Linked DNA regions of Pan troglodytes: region 1 is linked to region 2. Evidence: chromatin contacts called from public Hi-C data. All regions are on one chromosome and are shown on one strand. The core of a region is the stretch at or near the end of the contact, and the rest is flanking DNA. Distances in the headings are between cores, read along the strand shown. Region 1 has its middle 19 kb from the start of TUBGCP3. Region 2 holds the start of SOX1 (SRY-box transcription factor 1).

Region 1 (5,558 bases), core at 2,012-4,511, 520 kb before region 2:
CTCTACATACATTGCACAGCACACCAGATGGGGTTATGTTTTTGTTTATTTGTTTGTTTGTTTTTTTGACAGAGTCTCTTCTGTTGCCCAGGCTGGAGTGCAGTGGAACGCGATCTTGGCTTACTGCAAACTCTACCTCCTGGGTTCAAGCAATTCTCCTGCCTTAGCCTCCTAAGTAGCTGGAATTACAGGTGGGTGCCACCATGCCTGGCTAATTTTTGTGTGTTTTTCTCTTAGTAGATAAGGGGTTTCACCATGTTGGCCAGGCTGGGGTTATGTTTTGTTTTTGTTTTTGTTTTTGTTTTGCTTTTTTTTTTTTTTTTTTTGCTTTAACCATAAAATATTATTTAAGAAACTCATGAGATAAAGAATAGTTTATTGGCTGGGCGCGGTGGCTCATGCCTATAATCCCAGCGCTTTGGGGGGCTGAGGCAGGCGGATCACCTGAGGTCAGGAGTTTGAGACCAGCCTGATCAACATGGAAAAACCTTGTCTCTACTAAAAAATACAAAATTAGTCAGGCATGGTGGTGCATGCCTTTAATCGCAGCTACTTGGGAGGCTGAGGCAGGAGAATTGCTTGAACCCGGGAGGCAGAGGTTGCAGTGAGCTGAGATCGCGCCATTGCACTCCAGCCTGGGCAACAAGAGCGAAACTCCATCTCAAAAAAAAAAAAAAAAAAAAAAAGAATAGTTTTATTGCTCTTCTCTTATTGATGAAATTTTGGTCTTCTTTTTTTGGGACTGAGTTTCACTCTTGTTGCCCAGGCTGGAGTATAGTGGCAAAATCTTGGCTCACTGCAAGCTCTGCCTCCCAGGTTCAAGCGATTCTTCTGCTTCAGCCTCACGAGTAGCTGGGACTACAGGTGCACGCCACCACACCTGGCTAATTTTTGTATTTTTAGTAGAGACAGGGTTTCCCATGTTGGCCAGGCTGGTCTCAAACTCCTGATCTCAGGTGTCCGCCCGCCTCAGCCTCCCGAAGTGCTGGGATTACAGGTGTGAGCCACTGTGCCCAGTCAATTTTTGGTCTTCTTTTAACATTTTCTTTCTGTTCAGCAGGTTTCTTTCAGCCCATTTCTGTTAGTTTTCGTTTGTCTGAGAATGTCTTTATTTCCCTTTTACTCCTGAAGACTCATTTTGCCAGGTCTCGGATTTGCAGCCGACAGTCTTTTCCTCCTGGACTCCATGGTTTCAGATTTCTAAGCTTGCTTCTTTGTCTTTGAAAAGGTTTTATTCTGATGTGACTTGGTGTGAATTTGTGGGGGGTTTATCCTAACTGGCATTCTCTCAGTTTCCTGAATCTGTAGATTTATGTCTTTTGCCAAATCTGGAAAGTTTTCAGATATAATTTCTTTTCAGCCCCACACTCTCCTTTCCTATGGGACTCTAATGCTGTGAATGTTAGATCTTTTCTTACTGCCCTATAGACCCTGAGGCTCTGTTCATTTTTTTTAGTCCATCTTCTTTCTGTTGTTCAGAGTGTAAATGTTATTGCTCAGTCTTCACGTTCACTGGTTCTAACCTCTTTCGTCTCCATTCTGCTATTAAGCTCATTTAGCATGTTTTCATTTCTGTTATTTTACTTTTCAGTTCTATAATTTCTACTTGGTCCTTTTAAAATAATTTCTCGTTTTTGCTAAGTTTCCTATTTGTTCATTTATTTCAACTGAGTTCATAATTGTTTGTTGAAGCATTGTTGTGGCTGCTTTGAGCATCTTATAACTCCACCATCTGATTTACTTTACTGTGGTGTCAGCTGATTGTCTTTTCTTATTCAAGTTGTGTTTCTCCTGCTTCTTGTTGTGACAAGCAATATTTGCTTGTATCCTGCACACTTTTAATATTATGCCAAGATTCTTGATCCTATTTAAGTTTCTGATTTTTAACAGACAGTAGCTTTGTTTAGGTTCAGTGTATAGGACCTGGCCTATTTTTGTGAACTGTAATTCCAGTAACAATTTGGTTTTCAGAGCCTTGCAAGGCTAATCTGGTCTAGTTCAGATTTCAGCAAGGTGCAATTTTTTAATAAGCATCTACTCATTTCGTAATTAGAAAAATAAAAACTCACTGTACACATGCATCTTATATACAACATGTTAGTATGGATGACACCAGGGCCAAGTGAATACCAGAGTCAAGAACCAAGAGTCAAGGCCATAGGAGAAGAAACAAGTCATACAGTTCAGGGGTGACAGTGGCAGGCAGGACTATCTGACATTCCCAGGTAGCAATAGTTTGTGGGCATGAGGCCTCTGTGCACACTGGGTTATATAACACATGCTTATTTCAAAGGCACCATCTAGCATCTGAGAGGTGTTTGCCTAGAGGCCAGCCTTGGATTCAAATTTAGGACTTGTGGCTCTGAAGCCACAATGTTACTGGTTGCAAAGTAAGATACAAGATAAAACAATCTTAATTAATTAATTTTACACTTTTAAAAAACAGCTACTAGAAATTTTACTTTATACCCGTGAAACTCATTTGTGATGCACAGGGTTTCTTGTGCTGTGGAGATGAGACCATCTCTGTTTGCCGAATCAATAAATCTCTACAGCCGGAGCTTTATTAAGTACTACTATTGAAATAATTGGATAAATTTAGATTCTCTATTTTCCCATTCATCTTGGATTAGTTTTAATATATAAAATAATGCAATCCTGACATATGTATAATGCTAAATTAAGGTTCATTTAAAAACAGACTCAGTATGCTAAAGTGAATCTCTCTATTGATCTTATTCATGTAATCTTGAAAAAGTTCATTTATTGAAATCTACAAATAAAAATTCCATACCCTCTTTTACTGCTGCCATTTTTAGATGCCTGCCAGGTATTTTTTAAACCTCTCAAAATCCTGCAAGTGAAATCTACTTTGAGGATTGGAACACGGAAGTCCAAAGCAGTATCTCGCTCGGAGTCGTCTCTGGCACTGGGATTTCACCAGGACTTTCTGAAGGGCTTTGCAGGGCACCTTGCAGCCTCCAACGTTCTCTTGCTCGTGCAGGGTGGAACGAGCTCGTCCGCATTCTGAAAACCGCCTTTTTCAGTCAGGCAAAGATTGTGGGCCACGATCAAATAGACTCATTTGTGGAACTAGGAGAACCCTCCTGATGATCTGACAGTTATTCTTAGATTCAGTCTCTGAGATCGGTTGCGATTCCCGCTGGACGGCAGGGGGCAGCACCAGGCCGCCTCAGGGCCGGACCCGCGCGGGCGGTGCCGCCGCTTCCCCTCAGGCTGCCGGTGTGGGTGGGGCAGCCCGTGGCCTGGGCGGAGTCGGGAAGGGCCTGGCGGGCGAGAGCCTCAGACGGAGGGAAGGAGAGGGCGCCTTTCCGCGCTTCTGTTTCCCTGGAGGAGGGAAAGAAGTTGAGAAAATTCAGAGCCAAATGTAGATTTTCTCAAGTGCCTCATTCCACACAGCGATCTTGCTGGTAACCGGGAGTGCGTTTCTTCTGCATCCGATGTTCAAATGCTGTCTTCCAAAATGTTTCTGACCGTGGCAGGAATTTCAAACGAAATCCTAGGAGCTAGATGAAGAGTTACAGACAATCGCGAATTTCCAGGCAACACGCCAGGGATTTGGGGAAGAGAACAGTAAAACGTAACAGAAATAGCAGCTTCCTGACACGGCGGAAGTCATCTGGTGAAGATTTTTTATACATTTTATATCGACTTTTTAATCTCCTAATTTATTAGTAAAGTGTTGACCTAAGAAGTAAGAATGCATTTTGTAGCTCATCATTGTTTAAATAGAGGCTTTGAAATTCAGTCCCTCTTGGTGATTGTAGCCGCCATTAGAAAGTGGCTGCGGGAGGGGTCTGGCCTCTGCTCAGCCACTCACTGCTGTGTGATCTTGGGCAGAGCACTTGATGTCTCTGAGCCCGTCTCCTGAAGCCCAAAGCCAGGCTGTAATATCTGTGTCGGCTGTTCCGTGAGGAAAGATGCCTCATCTCTAGCTCTTCCTCAAGGCTATGAATATAATCAAAGGCGGATGCTCAGGGCTGTGAATAAGAGTTCAGTGAGGCAGCGTTTTATCCAGTGCATTCCTCTTCCCAGGCATCTGTGACATCGTCTTACCGACCAGCTGCCCCACTCTGGGACATTTCCATCGCTTTGCAGTGGCCGCACTGACAGTCGACAGCTGCGCCAGGACTTAAGGCTCCAGCCTGGTCCCCTCCTTGCTTCCCAGCACTGCCTGGTCAAATGGTGGAGGACAGAGTGGAGGCAGAAGACGGAGGCGCAGCCGACACGTGGACTAAGGGCTCTCCAGGCATTCCGACTTCTGAAGAGGTGGCTGACAGCCTGAGCTCCATGGAAAGGTTGGGATAAAGAGCCTGTGTGATTGTCTACTCCAAATTCATGACTTTACAGATGGGCTTCAGCCAATGGTTTGGGTCCCAAGCTGTTGTTATTATTATTATTATTATCATTATCATTTAAGACAGTCTCGCTCTGTCACCCAGGCTGGAGTGCAGTGGTGCGATCTTGGCTCACTGCAGCCTCCGCCTCCCGGGTTCAAGTGATTCTCCTGCCTCAGCCTCCTGAGTAGCTGGGATTACAGGTGCCTGCCACCAGGCCCGGCTAATTTTTTTTTATTTTTAGTAGAAACGGGGTTTCACCATGTTGGCTAGGCTGGTCTCAAACTCCTGACCTTAAGTGATCTGCCCGCCTCGGCCTTCCAAAGTGCTGGGATTACAGGCATAAGCCACCGTGCCCGGCCCCAAGCTGCTTTTAGAATGGCTTTTACTTTCTTATATGTAATAGTGAAGAATTTAAAAATGTAAAGACAAGCCAGATGTCATGTTTGAAGAGGGAAATTAATCCCATAAAGAGCAGCACATCCATGTGATGGGGTATTAGGAGGCCCTTAATAGCCAAGGGTTAGCCTTTTTGATGACATAGAAAAATATGAGATATGATATTGAGTGAAAAGGGAGGTTATAAAATATCATGTGTAGTGCAATCACAAGTGTATGCACACACGCGGTGGAGAGAGACTGGGCGGACAGCACTAACCCATTACCAGGGCTGTCTCCTGACTTTTATCCTTTAGGTATTTTTTGTGGTTTCCAAATTTTTCAATGCACATTTATTAGGAGCAGGAAAAAACTTATTTTTGCCAATGAAATAAAAATAAATTTGGGCCAGGCATGGTAGCTCACTTCTGTAATTACAGCACTTTGGGAGTCTGAGGTGGGTGGGTTGCTTGAGCCCAGGAGTTCAAGACCAGTCTAGGCAACATGTCAAGACCTCATCTCTACAAAAAATTAAAACATGCGCTGGGTATGGTGGCATATGCCTGTAGTCCCAGCTACTCAGGAGGCTGAGGTGGGAGGATTACTCGAGTCTGGGAGGTCAATGCTGCAGTGAGCTGTGATGACACCAGTGCACTCCAGCCTGGATGACAGAGTGAGACCCTGTCTCAACAACAAAACAATCAAGTGTGTTGGTGAATATTTGAAGATAGTTTCTCAAACTAAAAGATACCCAAAGAAAACCTTGGAAATATAAAAATAATGCATGAATTGAAAACAAAAAGCCATAATACAAGACTCTAA
Region 2 (5,219 bases), core at 683-3,182:
GAAGGCGCTAGATGTGCGTCAGGGGCACCGTGCCGTTCACGCCCGCGCCCGCGCCCTGGTAGTGCTGCGGCAGCGAGTGCAGCCGGCTCTGCGCCGCGGCCGCTGCTGCCGCCGCCGGGTCGCCCCCCTCGCCGGCGGGCAAGTACATGCTGATCATCTCGCGCAGGTCCCCGGGGCACGGCGCCCGCGAGTGCGCTGGGGCGGGCGGGCTGCCGCTCGGCTCCGACTTCACCAGAGAGCCCAGCGCGCCCAGGGCGCCAGACGACGCGGCCGCCGCCGCCGCCGCCGCCGCCACGGCCGAGTTCTGGTGCGCGCCGCCCGCAGCGGCGGCGGCAGCGGCCGCGGCGCCGTAGGGGAGGCCGCCGTAGCCCGAGGGCGACGCGCTCATGTAGCCCTGCGAGTTGGAGATGGGACTGTACTGCAGCGCGCCCATGTCGTAGCGGTGCATGGGCTGCGGGTTGTGCGGGTGCGCGTGCGGGTGGTGCGGGTGCGGGTGCGCGGGGTGCGCGTGCGGGTGCGCGCCGCCCGCGCCCGGGTGCTGCCCGTAGGCCAGCTGCGCCTCCTGCATCATGGCCGCGGCCGCCGCCGCCGCCGCCACCGAGCCGGGGTAGGCGCCGTTGGCCCAGCCGTTGACGTGCGCGTAGCCGCCGCCCGCCGCGCCGCCTGGGCTCTCCAGGCGCTGGCCCACGGCCGCCGCGCCCACGCCCACGCCCACGCCCATGGCCACAGCCGCGCCGCCGCCACCCGCGCCGGCCGCCAGGAGCCCGCCGGCCAGCGAGTACTTGTCCTTCTTGAGCAGCGTCTTGGTCTTGCGGCGCGGCCGGTACTTGTAATCCGGGTGCTCCTTCATGTGCAGCGCGCGCAGCCGCTTGGCCTCGTCGATGAACGGCCGCTTCTCGGCCTCGGACATGACCTTCCATTCGGCCCCCAGGCGCTTGCTGATCTCGGAGTTGTGCATCTTGGGGTTCTCTTGGGCCATCTTGCGCCGCTGCCCGCGGGACCACACCATGAAGGCGTTCATGGGCCGCTTGACCCGGTCCTGGTTGGCCTTGGCGCCCCCGCCGCCGCCCCCGCCTCCGCCCCCGCCGCCGCCCGCCCCGGCGGGGCCCGAGAGGTTCGTGGGGGCCTGGGCGCCGCCGGGCGAGTGCAGGTCGGTCTCCATCATCATGCTGTACATCGGGGCGGCTGGCGGGTTCACCGGCACCGCGAGGAGAGGGCCTGGAGCATAGACGGCCGGGGTGGGAGGGAGACGGAGAGGAATTCAGACGGAGTGAGACGGGGGCGGGGGGGTCCTAGCGGAGAGAAGAATGGGGAGGGGTGGAGGCAACGACAACAAAAAGAGGCAGAAACACACGCACTCGGCGCCGGTTCGGCTCGTAGGTGGAAAGTTTCTCCTGATGCACAAACCACTTGCCAAAGAGGCCGACGGTCGGGGTCGCCGTCTTCGCCGCCACCGCAGCCCAGGCGCCCTCGGCGGAGCGGTGCAAACAGGTGCAGTCGTGGCCAAGTTGCAGCTCCGCTTTTGGGGCCGGGAGCGGTGCGCTGGGCCCGGCCCGGGGTGTGCTGTCTCCTCGCCGGCCGCCGCTGCGCGCTGTCTCCTTCCTCCTGCGCTCGGTCCTCAGCGGCCTCCAACTCGGAGGCTGCAACTTCTAGCAGGGCGGCGCGCCGCGTGCGCTGGGCATGTGCTGGTCCCAGGTGCCCGGGGGAAGCCAGGCGCCAGTGGTTGGGGGGAGGCGCAGGGGGGCCTGGAGGGGGCGATTACGGTGCAGCCAGGGAGGGGCCCGGGGACAGCGGAAGGAGCGCGGGCTCGCGGAGAGGGCCGGAGAGCCGGGGCCGCCGAGCCCGGGATAGGCTGCCCGCTGCCTGCCCGGGGCCGTGCGCTCGGAGCGGAGGCGCACGCGGGGCCGGCGGCGCGCGGGGCCCAGCAGCCATACGCCGGGCCCGGGCTGCCGTTAAATGAGCGCGCCGCGGCCAATGGGAGCCGGCGGCGGCGGTGATTTGCATGGCGCGCTGGCGAGTGACGTGGGGAGGGAGTAGATACACTGGGCGCGGGCGGCGGAGCGGGGAGGAGGGGAGGAAGGAGGGGGAGCAAAGCAGGAAGGAGGGGGGAGGAGGCCCGGGAGGGGGTGACAGCCACACCGCTTCCTGAGCGCGCGCGCGCGCGGCGGCGGCGGCGGCGAACCCCGAGCTCGCCCTCCTCGCTGCTCCCCGCCCGCGCGTTCCGAATGATTAACGATTGGGTTGAAAAGCGAAGACTAAGAAAGGATCTCGTGGGGTGGGGGGAGGAAACGCAGCCCCTGGCCAGGTTTAAACGGGCGCAGTGGAGACCCAGCTCCTCCTCTGCCCCCGCCGGCCAACTCTGTGCCTGCAGGGAAGGGGAAAGTTGAGTGCGGGGCTGGCACGTCGCCCTCAGTTCCCCCGAGTGCTGAAAAGGAGGGGCGCTCCCTTGGACGCAGGGGATACCCTCCGAGGGCCCCTGCAGGTTCTCTGCAAGGATCAGGCGGCTCAGCCATCCCCCGCCCCGCATCCATTCTCGGCCGCGGCGTGCACTGAAGTTCGCTAGTGCCCGCTCTTGCAGCGAAGGCCTTCACAGTCCAGGCCCCACAATTCGGGTAAAGGGGGAGTATTTGTGTGGGCATGGCTCCATAGCTTCGTTTAGTATCAGCCCTAAACTTTTGTGGGGAGGAGTCTTTCAATGAGCCCGGGGCCATAGTCACGCACTCTTCCCAACCCGGATCTTCTTCCTCTGGAAAAGGAATTTCTAGGAAGGCCAAACACGACAAGATCTATCTGGAATCTAGTTCCTGAACAACCGTTGAAAAAGTTTGTTGAATCGCAAAATAATGATATGGCGCACGCTTTTCTGGAGTGAATTTCCCACGAGCTGGTTGGCTAAGAACGGAGAAAACTGCGTGAACTGCGCGGGGCCACATAAACCGAATGAAAGGCGGGGCCTCAGGACGGGTCTCTGCCGCCGGTCTGCGTCATGCAAAGGAAAGGCCGGGCTCGTGGAAAGAGTAAGGCATTCACCTGTGGTTATCATTCTTAAACCTCAAAGTGGCTTTGATTTGGGAACGCGAAAGAGATTTTCAAACCCAGTCTCAAGTAGCATAGCGCTCACACTACCGTTTCCACCAGACTGATCTGAAAGTGGTCCAAAGACGACTTTTGAGCCCAAGTATTCCTCCTCTGTCCTCCCCGAGGCACCCTGAGATGAGAGTGCTTGTGGAGATTGGTAGTGGGTAAAGTAGAACCTTCACCGCATGTCACATGTCTGCCTGTCTTGTAGTAGGAATATTCAGTAAAGATGATAACGGTAATAGGAGTAATAGGATGTTTGAGTCTGTTGGGCAGCGAACACGTGACACCTTTTTTTTCCTCTTAAAAAAACTTCTGAGGTTATGAATTTCTTGACCCTGTTGCTTGTCCAAGGTAAAAGAATAATGCTTTATTTCCTCTCAATTGCTATGATTATTACTGTAGGGTTTGTTTTATTATTGCAGGGTTGCTACAGTGTGAAGTGCAACAGCAAATTGATCTCTCTGCAGATTAAACTGCTTTCATTCCAGGCCATTCAGCATTTACTAGTAAATCCATCAAGTAATATATAATTATATTAGAAAGGGAACATCATTTTATATTTATTTTTTCACTAAATATCTAGGTTATAAACTGGGCTTCCAACTACCTTCTTATTTCACCAGTCGAGTTTGTTAAATCTTTTGATTTGTTACATGCACTACCTACAAATATCAGTTACATTGTGAATGAACAAAAAAGGAGCAATAATATTGTTTGGGAATGCTATAGCCCCATTTTTTTCTTTGATAATTTAGGAGGCAATGGGTGTGCAGTGAGATCCAGTGTGTTATGGAAAGTCAGCAAGACTGAAATAAAGGAAATGGTTTACAAATTATAAACTATATTATCCACTTAGCAGTTGAAAGATTTCTTTCCTCTGCTTTTCAATTTAGAGTTTAAACTAAATAGCTTAAGACTCCCTGAAAATGCTTTGTATGAATCAGGCTTGGCACATTATTTTCCATATCAATGGAGCAATTTATTTTATAAACACCCTGCACTCCAGTGTGCTTTGCAGGAATGCTTTATGCTTTGGGGAACTTGGATAGCTGACTTTGAAATGGTCTACTTTTTTTCTACCATAGTCCCGAAAATTGTTTCCAAATACGACGTTACCCTTGTTTTTCAGAGCATCTAAATAGGAGGAAAATGGTTTAGCATCCTGTGAGCTCACACTAGTGCTCAACGTTCAGGGTGCTCTCCATAAGCCCTCTTCAGTGACGAGATGTTCCCTAGGCCCAAGCGGCTGCACGCACTATGTGTGGCCACCTGCATAAGTATTAAACCAAAGCTGCAGGTGTAACTTGTTGCCAAGCGATAAATGATTGGCAGCAGTAGGCAGTGCCAATTAGGCAGCACAGGGCACTGCATGCTAGACCTCTGTGCCTTCATTCCTGGCATGAGGATTGACGAGCATAATATTAACTCCTGCTGGTGATCGATGGCTTCTGGAAGCCTCAATTTCTTGCTCCTTCTAAACTCTTTCCTCAGTGACTCTTTAAGAAGAGAGAAGACAGTCCAAAACCAGTTTGAAAAGCACCTCCTTCTCCCTTCTACCTCCAGCCAAGTTGGCAGTTACCTCCTTCAAACCCAGTACTTTCCCAAAGGCTGGACTCCTGGAGATTTGAACACTGACTTCCCTATTCCCCAGTAATGTCATAGGAAGTGTAGACCCCCAGGCACAGGGTTACTGTCACTGTTGATTGACCACACTTGCTTTTTTGGCAGCTCAGAAACTTCATTGTGCCTCTTTGCTCAAAATGCCAAAGCGAAGATCAACTTAGAAATGTGGATAAAGACACTTTCTATTGTTGTATGTAACCTGTGGTCATAATCTTCAAAGCCAATCCAGAACCAAGCCATCCCTAGAAGTTACACGCACACATATATGCCTGTATGTATGTGATAGGTTAAGCCATTATGCAAGAAACCTCAACTTTCAAGTAAATTGAGTGCTGGACTGTAACACCATTAGCTTAAACTGTCTGTATGGAATAATTAGCACTTTTAGCTTTTGTCCCCCTTCCCCGCTCCCGCCCGCCCCCCAGCATGAAAGCGAGCTTTGAGGCATCTAGAGGTGGATTTTCTGTGCCCAGTGTCAGTCCCGAGTCCCAAGCAAGGAGCACGATGGACAAGCT

Evidence for each region. A called contact is a pair of places that touch in the nucleus more often than the background predicts.
Region 1: a Hi-C map of stem cell-derived neural progenitor cells shows a contact between it and region 2, with 4 times the contacts expected there. The contact joins the enhancer-like site here to the promoter of SOX1 in region 2. A contact is called at or near these places in 1 of 7 Hi-C or Micro-C datasets (stem cell-derived neural progenitor cells) and 1 of 1 datasets of contacts at active chromatin or transcription factors (stem cell-derived excitatory neurons).

What each region holds. Positions count from the first base shown.
Region 1 is chr14:118,218,709-118,224,266 of NHGRI_mPanTro3-v2.0_pri, reverse strand. No RefSeq gene overlaps it. Among named protein-coding and RNA genes, the nearest start is that of TUBGCP3, 19 kb to the right of the region's middle. Within about 2 kb of position 3,261, at least 18 of the 24 cell types and tissues checked have an H3K27ac peak or open chromatin away from gene starts, as enhancers often do. A contact at or near this core is called in stem cell-derived excitatory neurons and stem cell-derived neural progenitor cells, where this site is marked.
Region 2 is chr14:117,699,036-117,704,254 of NHGRI_mPanTro3-v2.0_pri, reverse strand. SOX1 (SRY-box transcription factor 1) reads right to left here and starts at 1,932. Exons shown (of 1, transcript XM_016925566.3): 1 at 1-1,932. The coding sequence starts at 1,177. The coding sequence ends at 8. The region is part of intron 2 of LOC107967993; the gene reads right to left.